Regions from separate parts of the Mus musculus genome. Here region 1 is linked to region 2. Evidence: chromatin contacts called from public HiChIP or PLAC-seq data. All regions are on one chromosome and are shown on one strand. Each heading gives the region's core, a stretch centred on a gene start, on an enhancer-like site or on the middle of the called end of the contact. The rest is flanking DNA. Distances are from core to core; before and after follow the strand shown.

Region 1 (4,410 bases), core at 1,584-4,083, 320 kb before region 2:
ATAAAGGGACCTTATGCAGAGATGGAGCCCTGCTATACAGTGGGGACTTCTAGTCACCTCAATCCCTGGGTTGTTCCCCAGGGTGATGGGCATCATGGGACTTTGAGATAGGATCAATGGCTTCTCATTCTGGTTTCAGGCAAAAGCTTGTGTATTTGCTGAGAACCTTGGGGTCAGCCAAGGTTCCGGAAAGGGGGCTGGAGGCCACTTACCCAGGACCGTGAGCAACCTAGGTTGTAAGCCCAGCTCTGCTGCTAGCTTGCCTGGCTGACCTTGGCAAAGTAATCTGTCTCAGAGATCATAAAACTAAACGGTTGGGCTGTGGCCTCAGATGCCTTCTGCTGGCAGGTGTTACCTCCTATAAAACAAAGTATACCTACCTCTATTCTTTCCCCTGCACAGTTTGGGAAAGCATTCAGGGTCTCTAGCTATCGGCACTAGGTTAGATTTCTATCAGCTACGAGGCCAGCAAGAACCTCTGCACCAGGCCCAACCCACCACCTTATTTACCCAGCTTCTGGTTGTGTTTGTGAAAGGGACAGAGATGAGACCTGAGGACCCGGAGGGTGTGCATGTGCGTGCATATACACGTGGACACACGTTCCTGGGCAGGGTTGGGTGAGCGGAGGTGAACAGACCACATCTGTAGTCAGGAGCAAGACTGGATCCCCCTCTGGTTAAGGTTGGGTTGGCCTGCTGGGTGGCCTGGTTTTTCAAAGCCACCCCAGACTACTGAATGGACCTTGTTTGAAAAGAGAGTGGGGGGAAGGAGAGGTTGTTGGTACCTTCTCAGCTTTACAAACACAAACAGAACCATTGCTCACCATCTCTTTGGGCGTGGTTGGGTCTGTTCTGACATCGTGTCCTCAATAGCTCCTGTCCACTTGGGAGGTTTTTGCTTGTTAGAGTTTATGAGCATAGGAGGGACCAGAAAGGGGCTAAGAGAAGATGCCTTCCGAGATGCCTCCAGGAGCCTGAATTTCTCATGTCCCATCACCTGTCTCAGAAGCCTCTGACTCACTGAAGAGGTTAATTCTTGCATCCTCTCTACACCTCTGAAGAATTTTCCAACCTCTGAAAGGAAGGCTCCAATCCTGGCTGAGCGGTGGGTCCTGGTGTGATATTCCTTTCCTCTGGAATTTTAACATAAAGATGAAGGGGGGGGGGTGCCCATGGTGGCACAACTCCTTAAATCCCAGTACAGAAGAGGCAAAGACCAGTTTCTTAGTCTAGCCAGGCCAGCCAAGGCTACCTAGAGAGAGACCTTCCCCTTAAAAAAGGGACGGGAGGGGACCACGTGTCCCAAAGGGAGCTGAACCAGGAATGTTTCTTGGTTTCAGCCTCAGTTTACCAGTCAGATCTTGACAGCTTCAAACACACACACACACACCCCTTGAGTTTCTCTAATAGAAGATTGAAGTAATCACTACTAGCCCACGTGATAGGCATCGAATATGCTTATCTCCAATCAATATGCTTATCTCCAATCTCCTGGGCTGTTTTGAAACACCCGGAACACTTTCACATATTAGGGAGGTTTGGTGTGTGGCTGACATTCCAAGGCTCCTTCCTAGGGGCGAGGTGTGGGGTAGGTCAGACCTGAGCTGGAATCCAAGCCCCCAGGCTTAAAACCTCAGCGCCTGCCCTGAAGAGTTTGAATTTTAACAGCGTGTGACCAGTCTTTCAGGCTTTGGTGGTCAGAGTATCTCTACCTGCCTCTCCTTTCCTCCATCTCCCCATGCCCCCACCCCTAGCTGGATTAGACACACCCAGTTAGGGTTCCTGTCTAGTCCAGGGCGGGCTGGGCTGGGAGCTCTAAGCATAAAAGGTGTTCCTATGTTGTGTCTGTGGCTAGAAGCCCAGGTGATCTCATGCCCAGCCGCCGGTCTTGTTGGTCACTTCTGCTTGTGTGACCTTAGGAGAAATGAGTTGCCTTCCCGAGCTGTGGTTTCCACCCTCGCCAAAAGGGTCTGCGTCATCCCAAGTGCGTGCATGTTAAGGCCTGGCACACTGTAAGCCATGGAGGCCTTGCCATTGCAGATTTTGAACCCTAGGGAATTTGTAGCGAGGCGTTGGGGGTTGGACCATGCCGGCCGTCTAGGGCAGTTGGTACAACCACGGAGAAGCCTTCTTGCTGTGCTTGTGCTGCCAAGCCAAAGCCACAGGCACGGGCCCTGTGCGGGGGCTGGAATTCCAGTACCAGCAACCCCACAGCTCCCGATTCCGGAGTCGTGAAGTCATCTGTAAGCAGGACTTAACCCCTGCTGGCTCCCCACTCCCACGCGTACCAAGCACTCTGAATCGATTTCCCTGCCCTCTGGGGTGGGGGGAGAGAGGGATGCCTGCCTGACTTCCTCCCAGCTCCTTTCCCAGAATCTAGTTTCCTGAGCAAAGGGGGTGGACAGAGGGCACAGCCTCCTCTCCCCGGAAGCCTGTGGGAGAGAGAGGAGGAGGAAGAGTGGAGCAGGAAGCCTGATCCCTAAGCGCCTCTCCTGACCTCTCCTGCCACTCAATCTCACGCCTTAGGGGTAAACGGACATTCCTTCTCACTGTCTCCACCGTGTGTCTCTGTGGTTGGGTGAAGGACATCCTGGGGCTGGCAGACACAAGACCTGACCACTCTCTACCTAAGTTTTATATGGTGTTAGGGTAGTCACTACCTTGTTTCTGGTTTGAATTCTCTTTACAAAATTCTGTGAAAGAACAGGGCCTCCCTGGGTCTGACTGGCTAGTTCCTATTCTGAATTTCTAAGCAGGGCTTCATCCTTTGTACTCTTGGGGACTATTGGAGGGAAGGCCTGGAAATAGTAGACCAGTGACCCTTGCACCTGGTTGTTTACAAGAACGAGCCCGAGTCCAAAGACTAGGGGAAGGGCTGTGGGCACCCCAGTACACCCTAGGTCCCTAAGGAAGCTGGGATAGGAGACACGGGGTGTGTGTGGGAGGGGGCAAAAATAAGTGGCGATCGAGGAGGGGCTTTGTGGATAGTTTCCTTTTAAATGCTGTTTGGTGGGAATTGACCACAGGCTCTGGGGTGGCTAGCTGGGTCTCCTTGGGATGGGAGCTGAGTGATGTGGTCTGTGGGAGCAAGGATCTGTGTGCCCTGCCCCGAGCTGGCAGAAGACTAGACATTGAGAGAATTTGAGTCCGTGAATTCAGGAGTGCGCCTTTGAGTCACCACCCGGTCTGAGTTCTGTGGCTGTCTTGGGGTGTGAGTGAACCTGCCCAGCCTGTTTCAGCCCAGTCTGACTCAGTTGGGAACATGTTCCCAACAGGGCAGGCCCAGAGCCAGTAGCCTACTGCCTTCCATCTGGAAATCAGCTGCTGTCATAGGACCCCAGCCTGGGCCTGCCTGTGTCCATGGGAACCTCTGGCTCTGAAATCAGGTGGTCCTTCATGCAATTCTGCCTGCCAATTGCCACTTGTACCACTAGAAGAAAATGACTTAAGAGCCGTTTGTGCGGGGGGTGGGGTGGGTGGGCGAGTTGGGGGGGCTTAGTTGTAAAGTTAATTAACAACTGCTATTATAAGCAGCCTTAGAGATCATAGGTGGCTCAGTAAATACCTAGAAATATTAATAACTTGTTACCACTTATATTTTTACTAACCCAGAATGGTCAAGAGACTTGTATAGGGTTGCACAGTAGATGGGGCACAGGACCCAAAGCTTCTTTTCATCTGGTCCTATAATCCTGATTCACTTTGGGGCACTCTTGTCTCCGAGAGCCTCCGGAGGGAGGAGGAGGAAGATGGGCCTTTTGGGTCGATCCTGTTTGAAACCATCTCTCTTCTTAGATTCGAGAGACAGAGGTCATCGACCCCCAGGACCTCCTGGAAGGCAGATACTTCTCTGGAGCCCTCCCCGACGACGAAGATGCTGGCGGCTCGGATGACTTTGAGCTCTCGGGTTCTGGAGATCTGGGTATGGGGGTGTGCTTGGGAAGGCTGGGGGGCCCTGGGCTGCAGGGACTCCTGGCGGCAACAGTGGGAGAGGTGGATTTGAGTCGACATTTTCCTACAGTGCTCCCCCCACTCCCCCCCCCCACTTCAAAATGGGAAACAAAAGTAACATTTTCCCACCCCCAGGGTCTCTGGGGTGAGTTGTAAACAACTTTGAATTCATTCCACTTTGAGTTTGCAGGCACTAGCCTGAACCTGTCCACTAGGCTCCTCCCTCTGGTGGAGGGTAGAGGGAGCGTGGGGAAGGGCCCGGAGTGTGTTCCGCTCCCCCAACCCCCAACCGTTGAAAGGAAAAGTACTGACTCCAAAGTGGGGGTGGAGTGGGAGGCGTTGTGTGTGGGCTGAGATATGGAGAGGGGACTCGGAAGCAAGCCCCTGCTTAAGATGAGACCGGGAGGGAGAAAGGTTTCTTGTGGTGTGACCAGGTATCAAGGCTTTCATGGGCTTGAC
Region 2 (3,963 bases), core at 544-3,043:
TATTATATCCTAGTTTAAAATTGTAAATAGTAAAACTTTAAAAATTAAATACTGGTGTTATTCCTGCACACATGAATACTAAATCTAAAAGCCACTGTATACTCTAAATGAGTAAACTCCATAGTACATAAATTATATCAATAACTCCATCTTGAAGTAAAGAGATAAGACCCCTTCGTCCACAATGTGCTCCTGAAAACTATAAAATAGCGTCAGGACAGGCATGCTATAAGGGAGCTTGACCAACAACTGGAGCTCACGTCTCCTTCGACACGTCCATCTATCAGATCTCAAACTGATGGCTCTTCCATCCCAAACATTCATTTTCAAACTGTCACTAACTGAACCACAACTGTCAACCTAGCATTCTCTTAATTCTCAATATAACTTGTTTTAATCCAAGTAGTAATTAATTCTGTTCAAAGTATCGAAGTGGGCACAAGCCTACAATTTCTTCTGGGCTCTATGCAAAAATATTTGCAAAACAAAAACTCCAGCAATATCTCAATGTTTCCCTCTGTTTTAAACAATGAGCTATATAATATGATGCAAATGCATCACAGAGGGTCTGTTTTGTAGATTTGGTTTCTGGGTTTGTTTTTGTTAAGGAGCAGATGTATCTGGTCACTCATTTACATAAGTCATTATCCAAGTCTATATGACCACAAATGTTTGGATGTTCTTGAAACCACTAAGAACTGAGGGTTGTAAGATGCCCTCGAGCTCAGAAAAACTCTCTTCCTGGTAACAGGGCAACTGCATCTGTAGGAACTGACTTGCTTTCTAGACAGTGGCTCACAGCCATCTTAATGCTAATGAGTTGCATATGGATTACAAGAGAACTCTAGCTCAACATTTTCAAGGGCTCCCAACTAAAGCACTGGAGAGAGCCATCCAAAAAGATGCAACCTTCACCAATAAGGATGACCCATCCCTTGATACTGCATCAGTCTCCTGAGACTGGGTCAACTTTCCTGGCCAGAGGGTCTTGGCACACCCTCTTAACAACAATATCAAGTTAAAACCTCTTATCTGGGCACTTGATTCCATTTAGAAGCTGACTTAGCCAATTTTAATATTCAACACACCCTGCCTACCTTTCTGACGCTTTACAATCCTTCTCACGGGCTTGTTAGTCTTTTTCTGTAACTCACTGGGCTTTCATCAAGTGCTTTGTTATCTTCACAGCTAATCAAATCACTACCAAAGGCCATGATCTAGGGTATGTTCTACTCATACAAGGACTAGACAGTGGAGCGTGTACATACAGCACTGGACAGGAACGAGACACCATCGTACGTGTTTAACCTGTAAGGTTCTTGTCAGCAGTAAATGTTTCCCTTAAGTCCCTGTCCATTACACAGCTGTGACACATAGTACATCCTAGGAAATATCTCAGGGATTGTACTGAGTAGTTGTTTTTAACAAATACTAAAATTAACATTTCTTAGAGTAGACATACCTACAGAAAATCAACTTCTTTTCCTCATAGATCCATTTAAATTAGTATTAGAGAGTGCGTCTCCATTCCTCTCTAAGCAAAAGTCAGTAGCTCAGAGGAGCTGAGGGCTCTGGAGTTGGAGCACGGATGGACGAAGCTGACCTGCCTGGCTCTCCGCCCTTAGCCAGAGCTTCACTGGACTCACGCCTTTCTTCTCCTGCCGCTGCACCACTGTCCTCTGGGAAACAGAGGCCTCATGGCTACTCTTGCCTCTCCTTTGACTGACATGACCACACTGGAGGGCCTTACATTCCAAACAGCACAGGCCTTGAGCCGTCCCCCAGGTCACACGGAGATCTGGTACTCTCACATCCCAGTCTGTGGTCTGGCTGGGCTCCTTGAATGAATATTCAGGCCCCAAGCTCCTTGCTTTTTGGCTCATTCCAAAGAAATCAAGAATGTTAATGGCTTCTAAAGATAAAAGCCCAACATGTGGAGACAATAAGACAGACTGCACAACTGTGGAATCAGTCTCCCTTCTGGAAGGATGACCTTGAGCTATTTGTGAAAGTGCGAGAAAAAGTTTAAGCAGCAAGTCTGCTTTTCCATTGTAAAGCTCACCCAAGAGGGACCTTCTCATAAAATGCAGTCCACCACGGAGATTACCTTTCAGGGACGGACATAAAGGCAGTCGGTAATAAATGCCATAGTGTTAAGATAAAGAGTTTGAAGCCTTATAAAAGAAGGCTTAAAGGGATCCAAAGTCTGGCCTTCTTTAAATCTGCCATCTTGTATACTGAGCTGTTTAACTGGTTCTTAAAATAGCTATCATCTTATTGCTAGGGAATTTAACTCTCTCTCTCTCTCTGAATGAATGAATGAATGATTATAATGCTTTCATTTTTGAGCATTTAGACACTACGTATTTTATATGTATTTTATTAGTTTGACAAAACAAAACATAAAACCTGAAGGTCAAAGGGGGAATAACCTCCCTAAGGAGACTTCCCCTATCAGACCCAGAAATACACTCCAGGCCAAAGACTGATTCCCAAAATCTTTCCAGTATTTTTCTTTCTACTCTTGCCTTCCTTCAGCAAGACAACTGCAACAAAATTAACTGTTGTAGCTTTTCGCTCTGGGGCAGGAAACAGCCCTATTCTATCGAGAACCTTCCTATAGTGTCAATTCAGAGTGGCAAGTATAGGAAGCACCGAGTGCTCTCTGGTGAACTTTGAAGCAACCAGAAACTGGACAACAAGGCTGCTGTTGTAAGAGGAGTGCACAGCGCTTACACCCTCAGAACCATGCTTGCAAACACTATCCCCTACATCCGAGACTGACGAAGTCAGCATGTGGACCGTGTATTAACTGCACCCTGCAGACAGCTGCAGGCTGAGAGTGAATGAAGAACTTCCCTCTCACACTGCTCTGATGAATGCATATCTGACAGACAGTGTGAAGTCTTTTCAGTAAGAGCCTGGACTGTGGTCTTAAAGGAGGAAACAGAGCAACAGTAGACGGCCTCAGTCACAGAGCTTCCCAATCTTAACTATGCCGTCATGCTTTAAAGTTCTACTGCAAACAGATTAGTGTGGCTACTACTCTAAGGAGCACATTAGAACGCTGGGAATTCAGTGCAGATCCTAAAAAGAAATCATCTCACTCGCCTCAGGTCACAGGGCCTAACTGGAAAGGCCCGAGTCAAGGACGAGAACACTGCAAAAGCTATTGCGCCCCCCACCTGTGCAGGCAGCAAGCCTGGGAAGGAGGAGGGGCCAGCTGATGCGCTCCTGGACATGCCGCAAGCACTGAGAGGGAGAGCAGCCGGCTGGCATCGAGGCTTCAGCAGATAGGTGTCTGCTCACCATCAGAACCGCTGACTGTCAGCCCCTCCTCAGGGAAGGACTGCTAAGGTACAACTTGTGCAAACAAGCCCACTTCCTTCCTTCCATATTTTGCTGGGTTTGTCTCTGAAAACCCAAGTATCAAAAATTGGTAGAAAATAGCCAATTTAAAGGCAATTGGCACATTAAGTTTACTAGATATAAATTCCTGTACTAAACAACTAGAAACCAAGCATTCTTAGGTTGGTTAGGTGGCCCCTGGGTAAAGTACTGGCTACCCAAGCCTGTGGACCTGAGTCAATTCTCAGAACCCACAAAAGTTGTCCTCTACTTTCCACAGCGTGGGTCTGTGGCACATGCAGAGTGTTTAAATATTTTCAAAAGAAGAAAACACAAAGACTCTTTTGACAAAAATTCACAACAAACATGCCAAGCCACAAATGCCTCAAAAGTACCCAAGAACTGTTACCACCTCGGCCTCGCTCTTTAAACAACTCTCTAGCACATACCGGGTTTTAAAATTTCACACACTTAGTTTTGAAAAAAGTTCTTCTGAATAATTAACATGCCTGTACTTCCAGAATACAGGAAACAGAGGCGGGGGAATTTTGAATTTGAGGCCAGTCTGGTATACACAGCAACTTCCAGGCTGGAAGCGATACACAGTAATCAAAA

What was found. HiChIP or PLAC-seq counts read pairs in DNA pulled down with a chosen protein or histone mark.
Region 1: a contact with region 2 is called in an H3K4me3 HiChIP or PLAC-seq map of stem cell-derived neural progenitor cells, with 16 read pairs. The contact joins two enhancer-like sites. A contact is called at or near these places in 5 of 39 promoter capture datasets (the 3T3-L1 cell line, the C10 cell line, cranial neural crest and 2 more), 8 of 115 datasets of contacts at active chromatin or transcription factors (bone marrow-derived macrophages, craniofacial prominence, embryonic basal ganglia and 5 more) and 2 of 9 other capture datasets (adipose tissue and pancreatic islet).

The regions. Positions count from the first base shown.
Region 1 is chr2:164,430,699-164,435,108 of GRCm38.p6, reverse strand. It overlaps Sdc4 (syndecan 4), which reads left to right. Exons shown (of 5, transcript NM_011521.2): 2 at 3,796-3,922. Among named protein-coding and RNA genes, the nearest start is that of Sdc4, 10 kb to the left of the region's middle. Within about 2 kb of position 2,833, at least 178 of the 459 cell types and tissues checked have an H3K27ac peak or open chromatin away from gene starts, as enhancers often do. A contact at or near this core is called in neural stem cells and stem cell-derived neural progenitor cells, where this site is marked.
Region 2 is chr2:164,106,586-164,110,548 of GRCm38.p6, reverse strand. The region is part of intron 9 of Stk4 (serine/threonine kinase 4); the gene reads right to left. Among named protein-coding and RNA genes, the nearest start is that of Stk4, 34 kb to the right of the region's middle. Within about 2 kb of position 1,793, at least 40 of the 459 cell types and tissues checked have an H3K27ac peak or open chromatin away from gene starts, as enhancers often do. A contact at or near this core is called in neural stem cells and stem cell-derived neural progenitor cells, where this site is marked.